Linked DNA regions of Mus musculus: region 1 is linked to region 2. A link is a contact called in public HiChIP or PLAC-seq data. All regions are on one chromosome and are shown on one strand. The core of a region is the stretch at or near the end of the contact, and the rest is flanking DNA. Distances in the headings are between cores, read along the strand shown. Region 1 overlaps Mpp5 (membrane protein, palmitoylated 5 (MAGUK p55 subfamily member 5)). Region 2 holds the start of Mpp5 (membrane protein, palmitoylated 5 (MAGUK p55 subfamily member 5)).

Evidence for each region. HiChIP or PLAC-seq counts read pairs in DNA pulled down with a chosen protein or histone mark.
Region 1: a contact with region 2 is called in an H3K4me3 HiChIP or PLAC-seq map of the 230-238 cell line, with 13 read pairs. The contact joins the enhancer-like site here to the promoter of Mpp5 in region 2. A contact is called at or near these places in 6 of 39 promoter capture datasets (3T3-L1-derived adipocytes, the HPC-7 cell line, frontonasal cranial neural crest and 3 more), 1 of 15 datasets of contacts at CTCF or cohesin (the G1E-ER4 cell line), 6 of 484 Hi-C or Micro-C datasets (astrocytes, brain, forebrain and 2 more), 11 of 115 datasets of contacts at active chromatin or transcription factors (the 230-238 cell line, the SCID.adh cell line, bone marrow-derived macrophages and 5 more) and 3 of 9 other capture datasets (adipose tissue, liver and pancreatic islet).

What each region holds. Positions count from the first base shown.
Region 1 is chr12:78,797,654-78,804,760 of GRCm38.p6, forward strand. The region is part of intron 3 of Mpp5 (membrane protein, palmitoylated 5 (MAGUK p55 subfamily member 5)); the gene reads left to right. Among named protein-coding and RNA genes, the nearest start is that of Mpp5, 52 kb to the left of the region's middle. Within about 2 kb of position 2,593, at least 12 of the 459 cell types and tissues checked have an H3K27ac peak or open chromatin away from gene starts, as enhancers often do. A contact at or near this core is called in the 230-238 cell line, where this site is marked.
Region 2 is chr12:78,743,150-78,750,415 of GRCm38.p6, forward strand. It overlaps Mpp5 (membrane protein, palmitoylated 5 (MAGUK p55 subfamily member 5)), which reads left to right and starts at 5,798. Exons shown (of 15, transcript NM_019579.3): 1 at 5,798-5,957.

The sequences.
Region 1 (7,107 bases), core at 1,343-3,842, 51 kb after region 2:
ACAGTCTGTCATTGAGGAAAGTCAGGGCAGGAACCATAGAGGAAAACTGCCTCATGACTTGCATGCTCAAATTGCCCTTTTTAACAGCCTGAGCAACTGCCCAGGGGTGGCTGCTGTTCCTGGGGAGATGCAACGCACATCTGTTCATCCCAGAAAGGGAACGGGGACAGACCAAAGAAATGGTTACACCAATGTCCAATTTGGTGAGCCAGTGAGCTTTTTATTGGGGTTACTAACAAAACTGTGGATGAAAGGTTACTTAGCAAGCAGCAAAGATAATGTTAAAGACCAGAAAATCTACCCCAGAGTGGGTAGCAACTCCCAAAACTGCTTGACATTCTCCATGCAGCTGACAGATAGCTTGACAGTCTGAATGTCTTTTTCAGGCAGGTTAGCTGCCCCGAGTCTCTTGTCTGCCCCCAACAATTCTTTGATCCTTTTTTCACTGCTGGCTAGGGGCCTGAGTCTTTTACATTCCTGTTCTCCCTGGCTTGTGTCTTTTTGATCCTCCTTTTCCTTCCTAGAGCAAACATTCAATTTGGAAGGAATATTGCAGTTCTGAGGAACATAGCACATAGCAGTGGTACTGCCCACCATAGTCTGGGCTCTCTCACATTAGCCATTAATTAAGAAAATCCCCCAAATATACCTACAGCCAATATGATGGAGGGACTTCCTCAGTGTAGATTCTTCTTAGATATCTAGGTTTATATCAAGTTAATGAAAACCAGCACAATTGACCCTTTGCCAACATGATATACAAATACTATTAATCATGACCTTTCCTTTCTTATTTGTCCTCAAGATATCATGTAAGTATTAATATCACAGTATGAAATAATCCAACTTTTAAAAGTTCCACAGTCTTTAAAAATTCTTGCAATTTAAAAGCTCACATTCTTATAAATCCAGAGTCTCTTTTAACTGTGTGCTCCTCTAAAACCAAAACCAAGTTATATACTTGAAACATTAGACAGTTACAATGAAATCAACCCAAAACTCCAAACTCAGTGGTGTCAGCTTAGTGTCTAATATCTGGGACTCCCTTATGATCTTCTGAGCACTAAAGGGCTTTGGCAGCTCAGATTTTTAGATCTACCATTTGCAAAACACACATCTTGTCTCATAAGCTCAAGTTGATCCCACTCTACTAGTGCAGCTGTCCTTGGTAGTTACCCCATGGTACTGGTTGGTATCTCTCAGTATTCTCTGGTCTCCCCTGCAATGAAGGTACACCTGCAATCAATGGCTTCTCAGTCTCTTCAGGGATTCTAATCCTGCCACATGGTTCCAGGTCTCTCCATGCCTTCTTCACTCTTGAAATTTTGTGCCATTGAAAATCAGTTACTGGGCTGGAGAGATGGCTCAGAGGTTAAGAGCACTTGGCTGCTCTTCTAAAGGTCCTAAGTTCAATTCCCAGCAACCACATGATGGCTCATAACCATCTATAATGGGATCCGATGCCCTCTTCTGGTGTGTCTGAAGACAGCAACAGTGTACTCATATACATAAAATAACCAAACAGTTCTTTAAAAAAAATTAAGAAGAGGTTGCTCTATCCCACACTCTGTAAGCATTCCTCTTCTGGCCTTCTCTTTAAAAAACACAAAAACGTGACGAAAGGATGGACCATCTAGTGATTGCCATATCCAGAGATCCATCCCATGATCAGCTTCCAAACGCTGACACCATTGCATACACTAGCAAGATTTCGCTGAAAGGACCCAGATATAGCTGTCTCTTGTGAGACTATTCTAGGGCCTAGCAAACACAGAAGTGGATGCTCACAGTCAGCTATTGAATGGACGACAGGGCCCCCAATGGAGGAACTAGAGAAAGCACCCAAGGAACTAAAGGGATCTGCAACCCTATAGGTGGAACAACATTATGAACTAACCAGTACCCCGGAGCTCTTGTCTCTAGCTGCATATGTATCAAAAGATGGCCTAGTCGGCCATCACTGGAAAGAGAGGCCCATTGGACTTGCAAACTTTATATGCCCCAGTACAGGGGAACGCCAGGGCCAAAAAGGGGGAGTGGGTGGGTAGGGGAGTGGGGGTGGGTGGGTATGGGGGACTTTTGGTATAGCATTGGAAATGTAAATGAGCTAAATACCTAATAAAAAATGGGAAAAAAAAAAACCAAACCAAGACAGTTACCATTCGGGAGACTTACATGTTGCTAATTTCAGCTTCTGGCTTGAGATGCAGCGTTTGCTGGGATCACAGTTTCATTGTGTTCCCCCTGAAGAAATAGTTGCCAAAAAATCTCACCTCAGTGTTGCTGGCCTCTTGTTAGTCACAGCTGGTTTTTCAACCTCAGCCAACTAGTCGATTGTCCTCTTACATCAAACGTTTCGGTGATCCTGGTCTCTTAGGAATCACTGCTGATTCGTAAACCTCAACAACCAGAAACTACAGACTCTTAATTTGGAACTATCACCAGAACGCCTGATACAGTTTTTGAGAGATTCCTCCATTGTCTGCCTTTGCCTCAGCAGTCTTCTCCTCCAAGCTGCCACAGAGCAGCCTATGAAGCCCTAAGCACTCAGTGGCTTTTCCAGCCACAAGTTCCAGTTTCACAGCTCTCTCAAAAGCAGTATGGTTACCACAACACCAGCTCCTGAGACCGCTCTCTGTCCTAATTTGCATTCTTTGCTGTGATAAGCTCAGTAACTGAAAGTGACTTGGAGAAAAAAGGATTTATTTAGTTTACATGTACCAATCATAATCCATTATTGAGAAAAGTTAGGGTAGGAGCCATGGAGGAAAGCTACTCACTGGCATGTTCTTTGTGGCTTGCTCAGCTTGTTTTTTAATACAGCCCTGGACCACCTGCCTGGGAGTGGCACTGCCCACAAGGCAGTATGTTTTATAGCAACTCAGTTTTTTTTTTATTAAACTACTAGAAAATAAAGTTGAATAATGATGAAGATAATAATTACATCTTAAAATCTAGTTTTTGATAACTGTCAATAAGATAAACAGGAATTTTTTAAAAAGATAAACAGGAATTGCTTATGTGGGATCAACTTACTATCTTCGAACTCTTTTGCATGACAAAAAATTGAAAACCTGGATCTAGGATATGATTTATATACAAAAGAGTTCTGTGTCCAAATAACATGAGAATCCTAGGTTAAAAAACTCTTCTTATTAAAGAATTTCTTCAAGCCTTTACATTAGCAGGCAGAGTGGATCTAATGAGATTAGATCTGAGATCTGAGTGATGGCAGATGCATATTCTCACACGTGGAGCATTTAATCAATAAATTTTATTTCTGCATACACTGATCCTTACAGAGCTGTGTTAAGAGCCAATAGAAGTCATTTTAAGAAATGTTGCCTTATATGTTAATTTGTGTTCTCTTTAAAGCTAGGTGATGTTTCTTATAGTTACTGTTTTTTAGATGAAATAAACATTTTTTTAATTTTGGATGTAATAAAGTTTGTTTTTTATATCATTGTCATTTTACCATTCCTGTGCCTGTTGAAACCTGCAGTTAGGTACCTTAGCATATACCATTCCTATAATAATCCTGTTAAGAAGGCCTCTATGGTCTGTTTCAGAGATAAAGACAGTAGCCAGTATCAGTGCGGACGTGTAATCCTAGCTGCTGGGAAACTGATGTGGGAAGATTGTGAGTTCCAAACTAGCCAGGACAACATGCTGTGATCTCACACAAAACAAAAGAAACAACAGTTGAATTTCAGTCCCATCACTTGCTTTGACATCAAGCTAATACTTTGGGAGGGTTAAATTTGAATTTGCCACATCTAGAGTTGATCTGTGCTGCTGCAAGTAGAGGTTTGAATAGGAAGTAACATCTAGCCTGCACTTCACTCACTTGGCCAGGGCTTAGGCTAACCCTGATTTGCCCATGAGCATCATATACATGCTACGTTTGTTCTCTCATGAGTCTTTATTCCAGATAGGAAGCAGTTTCTATTGTATCTCATTTACTTTTCTTTGATAAATTTTGTGTAGAATGCATATTTAAAATGTCTGTGCTTAAATAATGTGTGTTAGACTTCTAGGATGGTGTAAAGGGACAGATGGCAGAAAGAATCCATCTAACTTCAACAGACAGGACTGTTTGAAACAGGGAAGGACTGAACTGGGTGTCTGTAGGGAGTGTTCTGCGAAGAGGAAAGGGAGGTGGGAATGGGAAGTTAAATACAGCTTCAGGGGGCTACATACAGTCTCTACTTCATAGAATTGTTGGTCTAGACAAGACCAGTTTATTTTTCAGGACTGCCTGGCCTCCAAACACTGTCCCCTCCCCCAAATCAAGGGCTTTCATGTTGTTGCTTTCAGGATGCTGACAGTGTGTGACTGAGTTAGGCAGTGGTGGTGAGGGGAAAGGGGCTGGAGTTTCAACATAGGGGTGGTGGATTTTAGCAGGTCATAGGAGAAGGGGAAGTTCCTTGGTCAGGGTTTGACAGAGTTTGTTCAAGGTTTATTCCAACTGTGTATTCAGAGATAGTAAAGTCTGCTGCATACCCTCAGATAGAATTACAGTAGGAAAAATTAGTATTTAGTACTTCTATATGAAAGAATTTTAGTGTTTCCCCTCCTAAGGGTTTTGTTAGAATAGAAATGTTTTATCTTGTTTCTTCTTGCTTACTCTTCATTTCTTACCGTTTCTCCCTCCCTCATTTAGCCTGGATTGATCTGGTTTATGTTGAATTCTTTTAAGACTAATGTATTTGTCCATGTGGCATTACTTAGAATCAGGCTAAGTTTATACTTTTTATACTTTTTTCCGTTCCTACTCATGACTTCCATTTCTACAAGTTTAAAAGACGACTATTATTTCTTCCAATTTATAATCCACTATGGTTTTCATTAATGCCTTTATGTGGCCTTTTACCTTTTTACCTTTTAATGCTTTTATGTGGCTGTTTTACCTATTTTCTAAATTGAAATATGGTGCCAGGTATTAGTAATTTATTTCCTGGAAGATTTAATAAATCATAATGAAACTCATCATTTTGTACAGGAACCAAAAAAAATATTTCTAAAGAAGTGTAATACTGCTTATCAAATATTTTTCTCTGCTAATAATCTGCTAACACATCAGACTACAACAGAAATACTCCCTTAAAATTATGTGTCTGTTTGTCAGTGTCTTAATTAATAGACACATGACAGGAGATGGCTTCAGCCTTCTTCACAGCCAGAAACAACAATTTTTTTAAGTGAGGGAAGGACAGGGCTGCTCATTTATTTCTTTGAGAAGACGCCTTCAGTTTCCAGTCAACACATCATTTATCCGTGAGTAGACAAAGCATTCCTTAAGAATTTAAAGTGTGACTAGAAAGGTTATTTTTAATGATTGTATATGTAAATTTGTACATATTTATATGTATATTGTACATTTGTAATATATAATAATAATAAACATTCAGAAAAGTGGAATGATACAGGAAATACTCAGGAGGAACAAATCAAATTTTGTTTAAAAGCAGCTAGAAGTCTTAAATAATACTGTTACAAGTTGTAAGAATTTTAATTAAGATTTCCTTAAAATTGATGTACATTCAAAACCTTCCTTTATTGCAAATAAAGTAATTGTTTTGTTCTCATTTATCATCAAAGTAAACTATCTTGTTAACGAAATCCTGAAAAAAAAGTGAAGGTTAGAGTAGAAAGAGATAGAACCAGATAATTCTCAGGCTATGTATGCCAACTTTTGTTTTGTATTAGCAGTTATATAATTTGGGGTTGTGGAGAACTAGGCAGAATAAAGAGAATAGGCTGGAGAAAACTGCTTTCTGTGTGTGTGACTGTGTACTTGATACACCCTTGAAGAGGCAGCAGGAAAGGGCGTACACACAGAGTGAGCTGCTTGATAGTTACGTAGAAAACACTTGCATTTTGTGGTTAAAGCCTCTTGTTGTGTACCAGATGTTTTAATGTGAAGAAAATAAAAGATAAAAGCAAAGAAAATAAGGGTGAATAAAGAATGAAATAAAGTAACAAAACTCTTCTAGATTTCTAACATAAACTGACTTGATATAATGAGATATACTACAATTTTGTCACCCTGTCATAAACGTTTAAAGATAAGGATTTTTTAAAGCTAGCAAAATTTCAGGGCCAGTGATTCTTTTTTATATTAGCTTCCTTCTGAAGTTACTTTTACTATCAAATGTCTGCTTAACCTGTTTTAGGTACTTCTAAATAAACTATTAGCCATTTTTTCATGGATATTTGTTGTTTACTTCTACAAATAAGTGATTAACTGATTGAAAATAGTTAGTTTGAAGTATTGTTTCTAAATGAGGTTGCTTAACTTAGAGTGTCCCTGAAGATTTAACAGTTTGCTAGATAATGCATACTCCTATAAATGTTGGTTCTTCAACATAATCTTACTAAAAGTAATTCAGTGCTATAGCATTCAATTTCAATAAATAAAAAATGCACATACCTGAGATTTGACTCTACTTTATTAAATAATAATAATTTGTAACTTTCCCCCCTCTTACAAAGACGTCCTCTTATGGTGTGTTAAATGCTTGACAGGGCAGGAGACATGGCACAGTGATTAAGAGTGCTTACTGCTCTTGCCGAGGGCTACAGTGGGTGAAAGGTTTCAAAACAACCTGTAACTCCATTTCTAGAGGACTTGATGTCTTCTCCTGACCTTTAGTGACTCCTATATATGTATGGTTTAAAAAACAAAAACAAAAAAAAAAAAACAAAACCTCATGCCCATATGCGAATTTAAGTAATTTTTATTGTCAATTATTATTGACTTTGGACAACTTATTTATTTTTCTGAACCTCAGTATTAAGGTTTTCATGGGATCCAAATAGAAGACTGTATGTGAACAAGTGGTACACTTATATTTGGAAGTTTTGTTGTTGCTTTTATTTATTTGTTGCACTGTTATTAAGTTAACCAAAATCTGGCACATACTTGGCAAGCACTGTTACTAGTATATTAAAATCCCATCTCTAAAGTTTTTTTAAATTTAATGTAACTTATTAATGATTAATGACTGTTCAGGATATGCCTTAAGTTTCTCATAATTTTAAACAAATTCATACTGACCTGGTCCACTAAAAACCAAAGTTCAAAGATCTGAATTGTATCTTCTT
Region 2 (7,266 bases), core at 4,548-7,047:
GGAGGAATGGGCTGAGGAACTGTGGGAGAGGTACCAACGACTGGAATGTAAAGAAATAAATAGAAAATATTTATTTTATGTGTATTGATGTTTTGCCTGCATCAGTGTCTGTGGGAGGGTATCAGATTTCCTGGAACTGGAATTACAGAGAGTTTGTGAGCTGCCATGTAGGTGCTGGGAATTGATCCCAGGTCCTCTGAAAGAACAGTCAGTGCTTTTAACTGTTGAGCCATCTCTCCAGGCCCCCATCTTGAAGATCTTAATCAGTTGTAAAATAAATTATAATTTTTTTTTTTTTTTTGGTTTACAAAAGCAAACTGACAAAAAAAGATCCCAGAGGAGAAAACAGAAAATATTAAGTCTAGATGAAGATACAAACACACCTTTGTCTAACATTAACAAAGCAGCTGGAATTTAAAGCCTGGCCAAACACTAGGGTTTGCTTTTGTTGTTGTTACCAGGGAAACTTAAGTTCCCTTTGTAGACTCTTAGCCTTATTTATAAAAGAATTTAGAAACTGACTCAAAGGGAGCTCAAGGAGAATTTTTATTGGAGTTTAAGGGGAAAGCAATGGGTAGGTGGAAATCCTCCACCAGGAGATGGAGGGAAAAGTCCTTGCTTTCAAGGAAGGTATGAAACGAAATTGGTTTCTGAGAAATCAACAAGCTCTCCCAAGCAGGGAAGTGGTCTAGTGAGCTGAGAAAGGCCCCAAAGCATGTGGCCATCCTGTTTTTTGTTGTCCTGCTCCCTTCCTGTTTGTATTTTGTATTTTGTGATTTGTTTCACATAAACTCTACTCATAGAGGACTAAGCAGGCTAAGGAAGGGGTTCCAGTCTTTTCCAGAAAACAGCTTTCTTTCACATACTACTCTTGATGTAGCTTCTTTTGTTTTGCCGCTGCTGGAGATGGGACCTAGAGTCTCACACAAACTAAGAAAGCTCTTAGCCAAACTATCTGGGTATTGTTCTCTCTCCACCTTTCCTAGGTTAATTTCTGGGCTCAGATGATCTCCTTGCCTTGGCTTCTGGAATAGCTGTGACCATAGGCCATATACCACCATGCCAGACACAAAAGCTGTTTGAAGCTGTTATGCAATTATATTTCAATCAAAATGAGTTTGAGAATAGAAGATTTAGGCTATATACTACTCAGACCTACACACAGACATTCACATACTAACATGAGCTAAAGTAGTAACTGATATTTTTTGTGCAAATGAAACAAATTTGATTGGGAAATTGATGAAATGATATGTGTAATTTTACAATCTCTTAAGAACAGACTTGGCTTGCTTTTTGAAACTTAGTCATAATCATATCTTCATCAGAAAATTTCTAAGTTCCAAATTTACCTACTACTCTCCAGAATAAAATTTCTTCATGGAACATGCTTTATTTAGCTAAATGTCTTTAGCTTGCTACAGAGCCACTAAGAAATGTATAAATTAAAGTGTTATCAATGACTGAAATCCTAAATATTGAACATCTAATACTGGGGTTAATAAACCCAAACTTTGATTTCCTGTATACATGCCATTCAAATTTAGACAAATGGCTTATATGGATTGTGTCCCACCTAAAGGGCCATGGAATAAAAGTTTGGTTCTCAGCTTTTTGGCACAATTAAGAGATGAATGAATCATGAAAGTAGTAGGTTTTGAGCTAAGGGCTAATCTAAGGCCACACCTACTTGCAGTAGCCTTTTATTTATTTTTTTTACACCCACTCTAAGGGAAATAGCAGACTCCCTATCTCACAGACTCCACAGGTACCTTGATTGCAAGATAAAAGCAAATTTCCTGATTCAATTCCCACTTCCATAAAGACTTTTAAAGGCTCAGGCTGCTAGATATCAGAGGACTTAGGTATAGTGGGTATACTTTAACTAAATGTGCTCTCCCCCACTTCCCTTACATCCTCAGAGCCATTAATTCCCTCCCTGAAATGCAGGAGCCCTCTCCTTCCAACCACCAGAGAAGGAAGACAGTCTAACTGCAAGCAGTACTATGAAACATCCCCCTTCCTTGGAGACCTATAAGAAAGGACCCCCATTGTGTTGCATGTTGTTGTACCTGAACTTTCATGGTATCTACCTATGACTGGCTTGGAGACTGACTTCTGGGAGACCCTGTCATGTTGTCTGTCAATAGCATTAATAGCTTTTCTAGTAACTCTCTTACCCAAAAGATAAATCTGCCTCAGTGTCCCTCTCAATCCCAACCCTGAGAGGATGGCAACTTCATCAATAGATTGATTAATGCATCAAAAGAACATCACGGGTGAATTATTAGTAGATAGGGCCTAGTTGGAAGAAGTTGGCCACTGTGCGTTATGACCTTCGAAGAGTATCCCTTGTTCCCAGAGTATCCCTTGCACTCTTTCTCTTGCTCTGCCTCCTCTTGTCATCTGTGACCTGAGCTGCTTTGCCACACTATGTGTTCCTGCTCCCATGAGTATGGGCCACAGAGCAAGAGTGATAAGTATCCATGGACTGAAACCTTGAGCCCAACTAGGCCTTTCTCTGTGTTTCTCGGTTATTATAATACAGTGCTGGAAAATGACTAATGCAGTCTGTTTTTTAATTTTAAATTTAGTTAAAAATTTAATTTATGAAAATGGCATATATTTGTGATGTTTAACATGTTTTCAAATGTGTGTATATTTGAAGAAGGGCCAAACTGATCTAATTAACTTTTCTTAATATGCTTAGTTTTTGTGGTAAGAACCTTAAAATTTACTCTGTTTTTCAAGTATGCCATACATGATTAAGGATAGTCACTATTTTGTGCAACAGAGCTCTTAAACTTATTTCTCCAATCTATCAAATTTTGTAGCCTTTAATAAAAATCTCAACTCCTACCTATTTTCCCATTATTGCGGTATTCTGACTAGTTTATTCTTTGTCCTTGTCCTTACCTCCAATTAGCTAGTAAAGGTCCTCTTGCCATGAACTTTATCTTTCTTTGATTCTTTAATTTCATTTTCCATACTTTTTTTACTGTTTGTATTTACCTTGTCTCTTTATTGTGAATTCCTCCAGGACAGAGTCTATCAGCTGTTTCAACTCCTATAGCACAATGCTATTCTGAATGTTCCCCCAAATTTAAAGCAGCATGGCGTTCTACTACTTTAATACATCGGTGGGTGATATAAGCAGATATCAAGACAAAGAAGGAGGAAGAACGTGTCCTATGGTTGTTCTTCTTCTTACAGTTGGTTTTACAGTTTGGCTTTCTCTATTCATCCGTAATGTTTAGTTACAAATCAGCCAGGGTGACTCAGCAGGTGGACTGCCTTCTGACAAGGACGAACAGTTAGTTCTTCAAACAGGAGGTTTTAAAATAAATTACTGATTACTATTTTATTCCACTTTGGGATGAATGTTATATTGTCTTAACTCCCGTACTACCCATGTTAGACTCCATTTGCAGAAGCTCCCAGTCATAAAATCAGAAACAAAAGCCCTCTTAAGTTACAAATGAGAAAATTTAAGTCCAGGAAGGCTTGTTGCACATCCACATAATAGCACTCTCATCACTTTGCCTGCAGTTTTTATACTTTCTGCTCTTTCAGGTACCCATTTTTGCATACAAGGCCAGTAATTAGTGTGATATTGGGGTTCTGGAAAATGTTCTATTTACCAAAGAATAGGTTTCATATTTGCCACAATCTTCTCTTTTTAAAAATAAAAAGTTTATATTCTATACTTAGGATATAAAATAATAAAAATTTCCTGTACTTTATAAAGGAATCTCCCATATTTCCAGAGTAGCAGCTGCCCCATTGCTTCACACTAATAGTGATTGATCATTTTATCAGAGTGGAGCCTACAAGAGGAAAACCTAAGCAACTGGGGAAGCAAGGCAAGGTAGTTACCCGGCAGGGGTGTTCATTAGGGAAGAAATGTTTTGGAAAGCTGTCTGGATGGGGCTATTGGAAGGTATGAAGAGAAATGCTTTCTAGGAGCCTGGAAAGATAAGTGTTAAGAATGTTTGGTGCTCTTGAGGAGGAAATGGGTTCAGTTCCTAGCACCCAAATGGTGAATTGTAATTGTCTGCAGTCTGAGACTCAGGGAATCCAAAGATCTCTGCCTCACCAAACACCAGGCAATAGGTAACACATACACATAAATGCAGGCAAATATGCATATACACAAAATAAAAAACAAATACATCTTTTAAAAAAGAACACCCTCCCACCCTTTGGCTATATCTGTAAACATCTTTTGTCACTTTTGGAAAGGGAGATGTGCCTGGAATCTAAGGGACAGAAACTATTTTGTCAAACACATTATCATGCACAGAACAGTCCTCACAACAAGAGTAAGCTAGCTTTATGTCAACATTTCCAAAAAGGGGGTGGGGTGGGGGAACCACTTTTTAAAAAAGGAACTAGAGTACTTGTTACCTAATGTCTTATGCATTAAAAAAAAAAAAGGTAGAAAGGAATGTCAACACTCACTAACCTTTTGTGTGTGGCTAACAGTGTCTAGGAATTCTGGAGACAGTCCACTTGCAGTTCACAAATTCTCACTTCTTTGTGAAGATGAACTAAGCAGACAGTTCAGTTACATATATTTGGAAGTTGTCCGTCTGTACTCAAAGTCCACTGAGGTATGTTTGACAGAAGGAAAGAGGTCTTTAGTGGTATGTAAAAAAGTCCTGTCCTTGGCTCTGCCTTACTAACACCAATAAACAACGTTAAGTACTTAATAAAATGTCAGTAAGATTTGAATTTGATGATCCAGGAAGAGAAGGATTTCGCCCTCCCCCCACCCCCCAAAAAAAGTTGTGCTTACTTCAGAGGGCATAGTATTCCTTGGGGACACTAACAACCCATAAGAGGAAAAAGGTAGGTAGGAGCCTGGGTATATTGGGAATGGTGCTTAAAAACCACGGTGGGAGGAAATAAAGACATGATTAATTGCATATACGAAGGCACAGAGGGACAGTTGTCTACGACATGTGCCCCTGAGAAAACTCAACAGGCTGAAGCAATGGATTTAGGTCCAGCAGAAGAGGTTTCTACATAGAACATATTTCTGTTTGCTCCAAATCCAGTTCCTCGCGCACACTTTCATAGCACTTTCCGTGCCCACCCTTCCCAGATGGTGGCATAGGTGTGTCCTGACAGCATGGACTCGCGCTGGGACTAGCCTAAGTAACTCCCAATCCTCTCCGGAGAATTCTGTGACAACTGTGGCCTTTGACATCCTTCCTGGTTTTCAGAAAGGAGTCGTCTGTGGAATCAGGGAATTGTGTGGAACTTTATACACAACCAGGTGTTGGCGTCACGGTTGTTTTGAGCATTAGCATTTTTGATGTGCCTGACAGGACAACAGGGGTCTCTTCCAAGGGAATCGGATTTTTCTCAGGAGATGACCGCTTCCCAGGCCCCGTCGAGCCTTAGCGGCTTCCGAGTCCGTCTCAGGGAAGCACGGCGACCCCACACAGAGGCGAGGAGGTGGGCTGAGGCAGCGAAGCGACTCAGCGGTTAGAACGAACGCTTCGCAGTTCGAGGCGGGTGAGTGCGCGCGGCCGAGCCCCCGGGAGGCGGGGGGGGGGAAGAGCGGACCAATCAGCGGGCCCTCTCCCCACGCGCGCTCAGGATTGGACGATCCGTTCCAGCCTCTCTCCGGGCCGTGGGCGGGCCGCGCCAGGAACGGCCTGGGATAGGCGCGCCCGCTGCGCCAGCGTCCCAGGGGCGCGTGCGCGGTCTCGCGTCAGCCGCGGGGGCCGGTCTCGCGCGGCCTCGAGGAGGAGTTGCTGGCGACGGCGGCGACGGAGGAGGCTGGCGGTGAGGAGGGGGCGGGGACTGGAGACTCCGAGGTGGGAGGAATCGGGAGTTTCTGGATTCTTTATCCAGTGTTTTGAGGGCCGCCAGACGGAGGGCTGTTGCTTGGGCTGCGTTGAGGAGCGAGGGAGGGAGAGAGGATCGGCGGCCGCCGGGGCTTGGAGGTAAGGGGCGGACCCGCAGCGCCCGGGCTGTGGCGATCTTAATCAACAGGTTCCCGGGAGCGCGGCGGGGGAGGGGCGGCGGGGCTCGCACCCCCTCCCAGACCCGCCGCACCGCCAGGGTTCCCTGGGGAGAGCCCCAGGCTGAGCCGGGCGCCGCGGTGGCAGCCCAACCTTTGTCCCTCGGAGGGACGCTCCCCGCGCGATGCCGGTTGGTTCCCTGGGCCGGGGGGTGGGGGTGGGGGGGACGCACCTTGGCGCGGTGGCGGGCCACCCCGCCGGACTTGCCGGGGGCACGGCAGGGAGTCGTCTCGCTGCGCCCAGGCCCGGAGTTCGCGAGTCTCTGGGACTCTTCCCTCACCCCACCCCTGGCCGGATCGGGGAACCAGCCTGGGAAACACTTTCCCGTGGAAGACGGAATGCAGCCAGCGTTCCGGTGCCTGAGTCAGCCCCTGGTGTTCTGCTACTCATTGCGTTCTGCGGATAAACAGTTCCTGCTTCCTTGTGACCACTGCTAAAGAGTAGTGCGTTCTCAGAACTTAGACGGAGATTGTCCGGTGAACTTTGAAGCCTGTAAATGCTTGGTAGAGCTACTTTCAATGAATGCCGCTCGGAACGATCCTTATTGTAAATTACGTAACTGACTAAGGATAGCTCTCTCCTTCTGTCCAGCTGACTGACACACAGTAATGTGTGTGGAATTTAGATTCGGCCGAAAAGTTTTCCATGACACTTTACTCTAAAATGAATGCAGCACCTACGAGGGTTTTTACTTAGTGTGTTGTGTCTAATTTAGAGTTTCAAGAGTTTAAATTCTGAAAGCCAGTGTAGCAAGAATTCTAAAGTTTTGATTTAGCGGATAAGGTGGAAGGTATTTCTGGTTTTAATAAGGCACTGTAATGTTTTAATGATACTATTCTAATTATCCTTTTAAATTATGCCAGAAATTAATAACTTGTTAACTTTTGCAACAGTAACAAATTATGTGGTGTGCTGGTGTCTTTGAAGTATAGGTATTGGTGGGAATGAACACTATCCTTTCTTGACGAGCTGTTTCTATAGTATTTCTGTGGACACGATTTCTTGTTTTAAAGATCATTCTAAACTGTAATAGCAGGCTTACATTAAAATTTAAAGAGCTTTATAAGTAAAAAAGACAAAGATATCAAAAGAGATTCATAATCTTTTTTTTTGGGGGGGGGGCGTCGAGAAAGGGTTTCTCTGTATAGCCCTGGCTGTCCTGGAACTCACTTTGTAGACCAGGCTGGCCTCGAACTCAGAAATCCGCCTGCCTCTGCCTCCTGAGTGCTGG